2 separate regions of the Sus scrofa genome follow, and region 1 is linked to region 2. A link is a contact called in public HiChIP or PLAC-seq data. All regions are on one chromosome and are shown on one strand. Each heading gives the region's core, a stretch centred on a gene start, on an enhancer-like site or on the middle of the called end of the contact. The rest is flanking DNA. Distances are from core to core; before and after follow the strand shown.

Region 1 (3,650 bases), core at 205-2,704, 160 kb before region 2:
GATCTAAGAACTGTGTCTTATTTGCCAGATTCCTAGTGCTTGATGGAGGAAATGAATCAATAAGTAAGATAGTGAACCAATGCTGTATGGAAGATTTCTTAAAGTTCTATTTCTGATAATCTAATGCAAGGGGAAGGAGGGTGTATGGGGTCAGACTGTGTTTAGGGGATTTCATAAGGAAAAGCAATATGCTTATTTCTCGTGGAAAAAGTATTAATAAAACAATACTATAGTTTTGGTTTAGGATACTCCATAAATTGAAGATGATGCTTTGATGATCAAGACCTAGGCAGAGAAATGCTTGATTTCTGACATGAGTTAAACTGGTCTTCCCACATATTGGCAGTAAGGGCCAATAGTAATCAAACTGCTCTTTTTCCTAGGTCTTCGGAGGAAATAGGCCAATAGGAGCTAAGACCCTGTATTGGCTATCACAGCACTGCTGGAGAGGGAGAATAAGGAGTTCAGAACAGAGACAGGGGGGGAGCACCAGTCAAGGAGGGCTGGAGACTCTTGGGGTGCTTGGTGGTACTTTGAAGACCCCACATCAAGATATTCACTGAATCCAAATTAAATGTATTTCCAATTCAACTTCTCCTTAGCTAGATCCTCAAAATGCTCCTTGTCCCTCCAACGTGAAGGGAAGTATGATGGAGGGGAATTAGGAATGCAAAGAAACAAGAGTCAACAAATAGCAATTCAAATATCTTGCTTTTGAAACTTTTACAAAACCATATGACCATTTTTATTCAAGGGTTTGGAAGGGAGCCTTTGCAAGTGAAGTGTTCCAAAGAGTATGCTTCAGTAGCTTCCTGGTAAGTCAACTTCTGGGATATTTTAAATTGCCACCTGCCCCCTTCCCCAGAGCTTCTCCCCTCTCTTATCTGCTCTTCCTATTTCCACAGCACTATCACTCCTTAGATACCATATAATTTTACTTATTTATTATGTCTCCCGTTGCTAGGTGTTCACTGATGTTTCCTACGTCCAGACTAGGGCTAAGTGCATAGTATATGCTCTAAAAAGATTTTTTAACAAATGAATGAAATAAATAATGCATACACGAGTGAGTGAATAAACTAAGGATGAGCTAGGATCAGGACTACGACAATCCTGGGTTTGGAAATTTGAGTTCTATTCCAGACCTGGCCACTTTGCCTTGGCCAGGTCACTTAATCTTTCTAGGCTTGTTTCCTCAAGTATAAAATCAACTGGTTATTTATTTATTCATTCAATTAACATCCGTTGCGGCATAGCTCTGATCAAAGGAAGCATCACTGTATCCCCTTGTTTCCTAGCTTTCAAATCCTGGGAGAGCGCGGAACTCCATAGCTTCAAAAGTCCCGCCTCTTCCAGGTCCCGCCCACTCGCCAGCCCACTTTTAGGCGCCTCCCGTATTCAGCACAGCCTGCCGCCCTTGTAGAAGCTCCACCTTCTCTCGTCGCAGTCATCCAATGGCCTAGATACACGGCTAGGTGAATGCGGGGGAGCTTTAGGTGTCTTCTTGGCGCCTGACCAGAGTCTTAGGGAACTCAATTGATCTTGAGTAGTCACTTCTCCGAGCTGCCCGTAGGATATGCAGGATCACCCGCTTTCCCAAGTTCCCTCGCAATGGTCGGACAAGGCTCCGGAGCCGGGTCGTTTCCCTCCCTGGGAGCCCTGGGTCTTCACTGGACGAGGCTCTTGTCCCGTGGCATTCTGGGAGTGGTAGTTTCTTCTTACCAGTTCTTTGCAGGTACTCAAGTGGCTCAGACTCACAGGACTACGATTTCCCAGACGCCCAAGCGAGCCTCTGGTCACGTGGCCAACAAGGCCGGTGGGCGGGGGCCCGGCCGGTGCTCCGCAGCTGTCTGTGACACCCGGAGCCCGCGGGTCGCCTCGGCCCCCAGAGACCCCGGCATGGTGCGCGCGGGCGCTGTGGGGTCGCATCTCCCCACGTCCGGTTTGGACATCTTTGGGGACCTGAGGAAGATGAACAAGCGCCAGGTAACGGAGCTCCTTTTGGGGGGCGCGTCTAGGGGCCGGGACCGGCTGCGACAGTGGGGAATCGGGGCTCCCGGGTAGGCTCCTGCAAGGACAGCGCCCCGTAACCGGTCCGGCGGCGACCCGAGGCACCCACCCTGGGCTCTTGGAGGCCCTGTGTTCAAATCCGCACAGACCCACGTGTGGGTACTTCCTTGCCCTGAGAGGAGTTCAGTTAGGGGAGGGCGGCCCCGGAAGGGGAAGATAATAGAAATCCCGCACTTTGGATGTCAAGTGCGGTTGAAAAAGCGGGGAGAGATGACTCTACTGCGAGTGACAGCTGTTTGCACGAATTTTGCCACCTCTTGGAAGAGGGGACAGATTTCTCTGTGGGGTTGCTAAGGCCTGATATCCATGCAAGTGGCAGAAAGGCAGGCGAAAGATGGAGAACTTCCTAGCGGTGGGAGCTGTCCAGTGATGCCTCCTAAAACAGTTTCTTCCCAAAACAGTGTTTTCCTGATGGTGCATGGGGACTAAACAAAGCTCCTTGTGCGGAAGAGCTCACTGATAGCGTTCTGTCTTGTGAACTGAATCGGTGTTATAAAAGGGATTTCAGAAGTCTTCTCTAACTTCTTAGACTCCGTAAGGCTGGCAGCACCTTGACTATCAGAGGCAGTTAGTATGGAGTCTTCGGGCAGCTGGGGCTGATTTCCTACCCCTCTATGAGAGGAGCTTGGAGGAAAACGTCCTTCTTGCTCTCTCTTTAGTCAGCTCCCATCCATCTCTCTCTCTCTCTTTTTTTCCCAAGTTCAATTTCAGACTAGTGCAGTTGTGTGGAGGAATTTGGTGACTGGAATCTCATGAACAGTCTTGAGAATCAGGCTGTTTCTAGGTGTGCATATTAGATGGTTTCCTGGGCGTTTCTGTGATTCAGATGAGTTGTGGCAAAGATCATCATTAGCTTGAAAAACCGGCAGCTAATGCCCTGAGCATTGATGCTGTTTACAAGAAAATCCTCCAGGAAGCAGAGCTTTACTTAAAAATCTAGACTTAATGGGCTAGGTTTTAAAAATGCCTCTAAAATTGGTACCAAATACTGATTGCAGACTATCAAGGAAGGCCTTCTGGAGAATATATCAATCCCTAAACCAGTTTGCCTTCAGAAACATCTGCATATTACCACTCTCAGTGATAAGGCCTCATAGGCTGGTTGCATTGCCTATGTTTAGCTAAGTTTCTTTTTTTTTTTTTTTTTTTTTTTTTTTGGCTTTTTGCTATTTCTTGGCCGCTCCGCGGCATATGGAGGTTCCAGGCTAGGGTCTGATCGGAGCTGTAGCCACTGGCCTACACCAGAGCCACAGCAACGCTGGATCCGAGCCGCATCTGCGACCTACACCACAGCTCACGGCAACGCCGGATCGTTAACCACTGAGCAAGGCAGGACCGAACCCGCAACCTCATGGTTCACTAGTCGGATTCGTTAACCACTGCGCCACGACGGGAACTCCTAGCTAAGTTTCTAATTAAAATTCAGAAGCTCAAATCTCCTGCCTCCTCATACTTTTTAAAAAAGCTTTGTCCTTTTGCTTCTTTTTCCCTCCAAAATAGCATTTTATGAGACATTGTCACATATGCTTGCTCCACCAGCCTTGGATGTGGGACCTCCTTTTTCTGCTGGCCTTGCTTAC
Region 2 (3,544 bases), core at 745-3,244:
AGAGATTGAACCCGAAACCTCATGGTTCCTAGTCAGATTTGATAACCACTGAGCCACGACAGGAACTCCTAAATTCTAATCTTTTTCAAATTCAATCTAGCCATACAACTTTCATTCACTCAGGTACATTATCTGACATTTCTGCAGCAGAACATCTTAGTTATAGGTTCTAAAAGAAAGTCAATGTAATTAATTTAAGTAGTTGACTGACATTCCTAATTGGCTGATGTATGTAGTATGAGCATAAGAAAAAGAGAAAAGAGCAAGCTGGCAATGGAGAAAAGCAGAAGTGAAAAAACACGAACAAATTTATCACCACCACAGAAAAATTCATCGTCATTCCAAGAAGAAAAACAGAAATCCCCCAAACCTTTGTTGGGTACACCTGCATCATATTTGTGTATTAAGAACAATGCTACCTTGCTAAAAAAACACTCAACTATATAACCTTGATGAGTGGGCATAAAATAAATGTCTGCTGAGTAACAAAGTAACTGCATTTTATTTCAAATACTTAATTCCATGCCTTTTAATGTAATTAATACATTAATTTCAGTGAAATAGCTCTTCCTAAAAGTGTACTTCCTATTCAGCAATTACTTTCTAGAAATGAAACATTTTGTTTCCAGCACTGGATGATCTCAGATGATGTATACAAACCTTATATAAATGATTGCTTTATAACACATAAAGATGGAATTCAAATTGCCACCGATTTGAAGACTTGCCACTTGTTTCAAAGGTTGTATCTGATGGTCACTGAACAGTTTATGGCGTGCCAAGTGCTACCGCTGATTCCTTAGTCAGCAGTGACACATCAGCACTAAAGTACAGATATGTTTTCTTTCACATATGTAAATATCTAGCAAGGCACTTAGCCATCAACAGCGTCTAACAGTGCCAAACACAGAGTGAATAAAACATGGAGTACAGGAGAAATTGAAATAATTTCTCCCCCCAAACTAAAAACAAAACAAAAAATAGCTTTACATATGTTATTCTTAGCCTCGTTCTCAATCAATATTAAAAAAACCCACAAAACAACACTCTTCTACTAAATAAAGCAAGGAGTGTCACTATTAAGTTACATACTGTGTTAATACAAGATAAAAGATCGAAGACCATATCAAGTCACTGAGAAAGGCAAATTTAAGGTACAGTTCCAACAGGGTTAGAAGAATGTCTTCTGAACTAAAGACTACTCTAAAGCCAACACATGCCAACTCTGGAGCCGTCAGGGGGCATCAGGTACAAACTGGAGCATTACCTACCGCTAACCCCGAAGGGAAAAAAGCAGAGGAGGGCCGAGGGGAAGCAGGAAAGAAGGTGGAGGGCTGCTAGACCAGGTCTCAGGTTGGAATGGATAGGAGTGGGGGCGAGGGAAACGTTTTCCCTTGAGACGTGGCGTTAGGGTGAAACGTGATGCCTAGAAGCGGGCTTAGGTGAGCCTTTGGAAGTGTAGGAAGTAACGAAAAACCTCTAGATCAAACGGAAAGCACAGACATCAAAGAAGGGAGGACAGGAGGAAGGTGGGTGGAGAGAATGTGAGGAAGACTTGGGGGGAGATGGAGGGAACTTTGCGGACCAGAGTCGGCCTGCAGGAGGGGCTGCTGAGAAGGGTCCCCTCCACCGCGCGTACGATGTGCAGCGGAGAGAAGGTGAAGAAGAAGAGGCTCAAGGCAGGGAAGGGACCAGATCCCCCCGCCCTCTGCCCCGGCTTACTCCCCGCGTAGGCCCAGAAGGGCACGGTCCCGTCGCTCTGCACCAGGTGCGGTCCCTTGAAGCTGTATTTGTACTCGAAACGGCGATGTGGCTGCGCTGCTGAGGAGCCCGTGGAGCCAGCAGCCGCGGGGTCGCCTCCCACGCCGTCGCCCCCAACGAACCGAAAGAGCGACAGCAGCAAGGCGCAGAACAGCGGCCGAGCTCCAGTCTGGAGACCCCTTTGCCTGGATCTCGCCATCTTGGATTCTGGTAAGCGGACGCTGGCGGGAGGAGGCGGGCGGGAGCTCCGGACGGCCAACAGGGCGCTCGCTGATTGGCGGAGCCCGGGAGACCCCGAGGGCAAAGGTGAGACCCGCCCTCAGCCTTTGCTATCCTGGCGACCTGGGAAAACGGAGTATCTGGGGGCGTGGCCACGTAATAGGGGACCGGGCCCGGGGCGTCAAGGTCCTCGTGCTTCTCTTCTCCTCTCCCAGGGCGGGAAAGGGGCTCCAGCGTTCCCTTGCCATGTGACGTGGAGTAGTGGAGGAGGTGACCCGAAGCCTACCTGCAAGAGCTTTTTCGTATCTCTTAATATACCTTAGAATTCTTGAGCTCTGACAGCTGTGGACACACCACATCAGTCCACCCTGGTCATAATAAACCTAGGCATTCCTTTCGACCTGATACCAATTGTTCAGTAGCTGGTTTTCATTAGGTGGGCTTTGCAGAAGCCAGTCTTTCTAGAAATGAAGCGTAATCTGAACACTAAGAGTCCCAGCCCAATGAGCTACACCAGCTTGTGTTAGGGCATTTCAAACTGGAACCAGCGATCCACAGGGCTGGAGAGACCTAGGATCCTTTTGTTGGTGTTGAATCAGGTATGAATTTATTACTAAACTTTTACCTTTCTCAAAATGTAATTCCAATAGCTTTCCAATTTTTAAAACCATAGCAATAATGATTCAAATGAAACTGATTTTTGTTTAGTTTTGATAAGAGGAATTATGTGCCATGAAGGGAGGAACCAATAGAACCTGGACCCTGGAGATACTGTTGTTACAGATTCTCTTGTGGCTCCCGCGGGTTAAGGCTCTAGCCTTGTCACTTCAGCGGCTGGGGTCACTGCTGTGGCATAGGTTCCATCCCTGACCCTGGAACTTAATCATGCTGTGAAGGTGGCCAAAAAAGAAAAAAAAAAAAATAGTATTGTTCTCTGATTCGACAAGGTTTGCATTTTAAAGAGGATTCTTTTCCTTACCTAGGAAAAATATTGTCAAAGTATTAATGATCATCCAGAGTTTTGTTTTCATAAATGTCTTAATTTTTTAAAAAATCTGAGAATAAGTATGATTTAAATGGTTTATTTCATTAGCTTTTAATGGGGCCATGAGTACCACACTTGCCCTAGGAACTGTATGCCCACATTATTTTAATTATTTTTCATTAACCTCCCAACTTCTCATCTCCAGATTCATGAACCATTACTATTAAATCTCTTTCTGGTTGTCAAATATCAAATCTTTAAGTTATGGCTCTCCACTCTTCATTTTTCAGATGTATCTAAATGAAAGTACACTCCTCATACCACCTCAGCAACAGTAGGAACAAATATTTATTGTCTGTATAGAATATGTGGGTCATTGCCCCAGGCTCTCCAGGGTTTTCAGTCCATAGAATTTAACTATTTTAGGAGTTCCCATCATAGCTCAGTGGTTAACGAATCTGACTAGCATCCATGAGGACGAAGGTTCGATCCCTGGGCTTGCTCAGTGGTTTAAGGATCTGATGTTGCCATGAGCTGTGGTGTAGATTGCAGACACGGCTTGGATCCTGTGTGGCTGTG

Evidence for each region. HiChIP or PLAC-seq counts read pairs in DNA pulled down with a chosen protein or histone mark.
Region 1: an H3K27ac HiChIP or PLAC-seq map of alveolar macrophages shows a contact between it and region 2. The contact joins the promoter of SEC11C here to the promoter of LMAN1 in region 2. A contact is called at or near these places in 1 of 47 Hi-C or Micro-C datasets (liver) and 1 of 2 datasets of contacts at active chromatin or transcription factors (alveolar macrophages).

The regions. Positions count from the first base shown.
Region 1 is chr1:161,767,426-161,771,075 of Sscrofa11.1, reverse strand. It overlaps SEC11C (signal peptidase complex catalytic subunit SEC11C), which reads left to right and starts at 1,454. Exons shown (of 7, transcript XM_003121713.3): 1 at 1,454-1,986. The coding sequence starts at 1,612.
Region 2 is chr1:161,605,572-161,609,115 of Sscrofa11.1, reverse strand. LMAN1 (protein ERGIC-53) reads right to left here and starts at 1,994. Exons shown (of 14, transcript XM_021099870.1): 1 at 1,723-1,994. The coding sequence starts at 1,960. It overlaps LOC106509065 (a long non-coding RNA gene), which reads left to right and starts at 2,100. Exons shown (of 3, transcript XR_001306290.2): 1 at 2,100-2,579.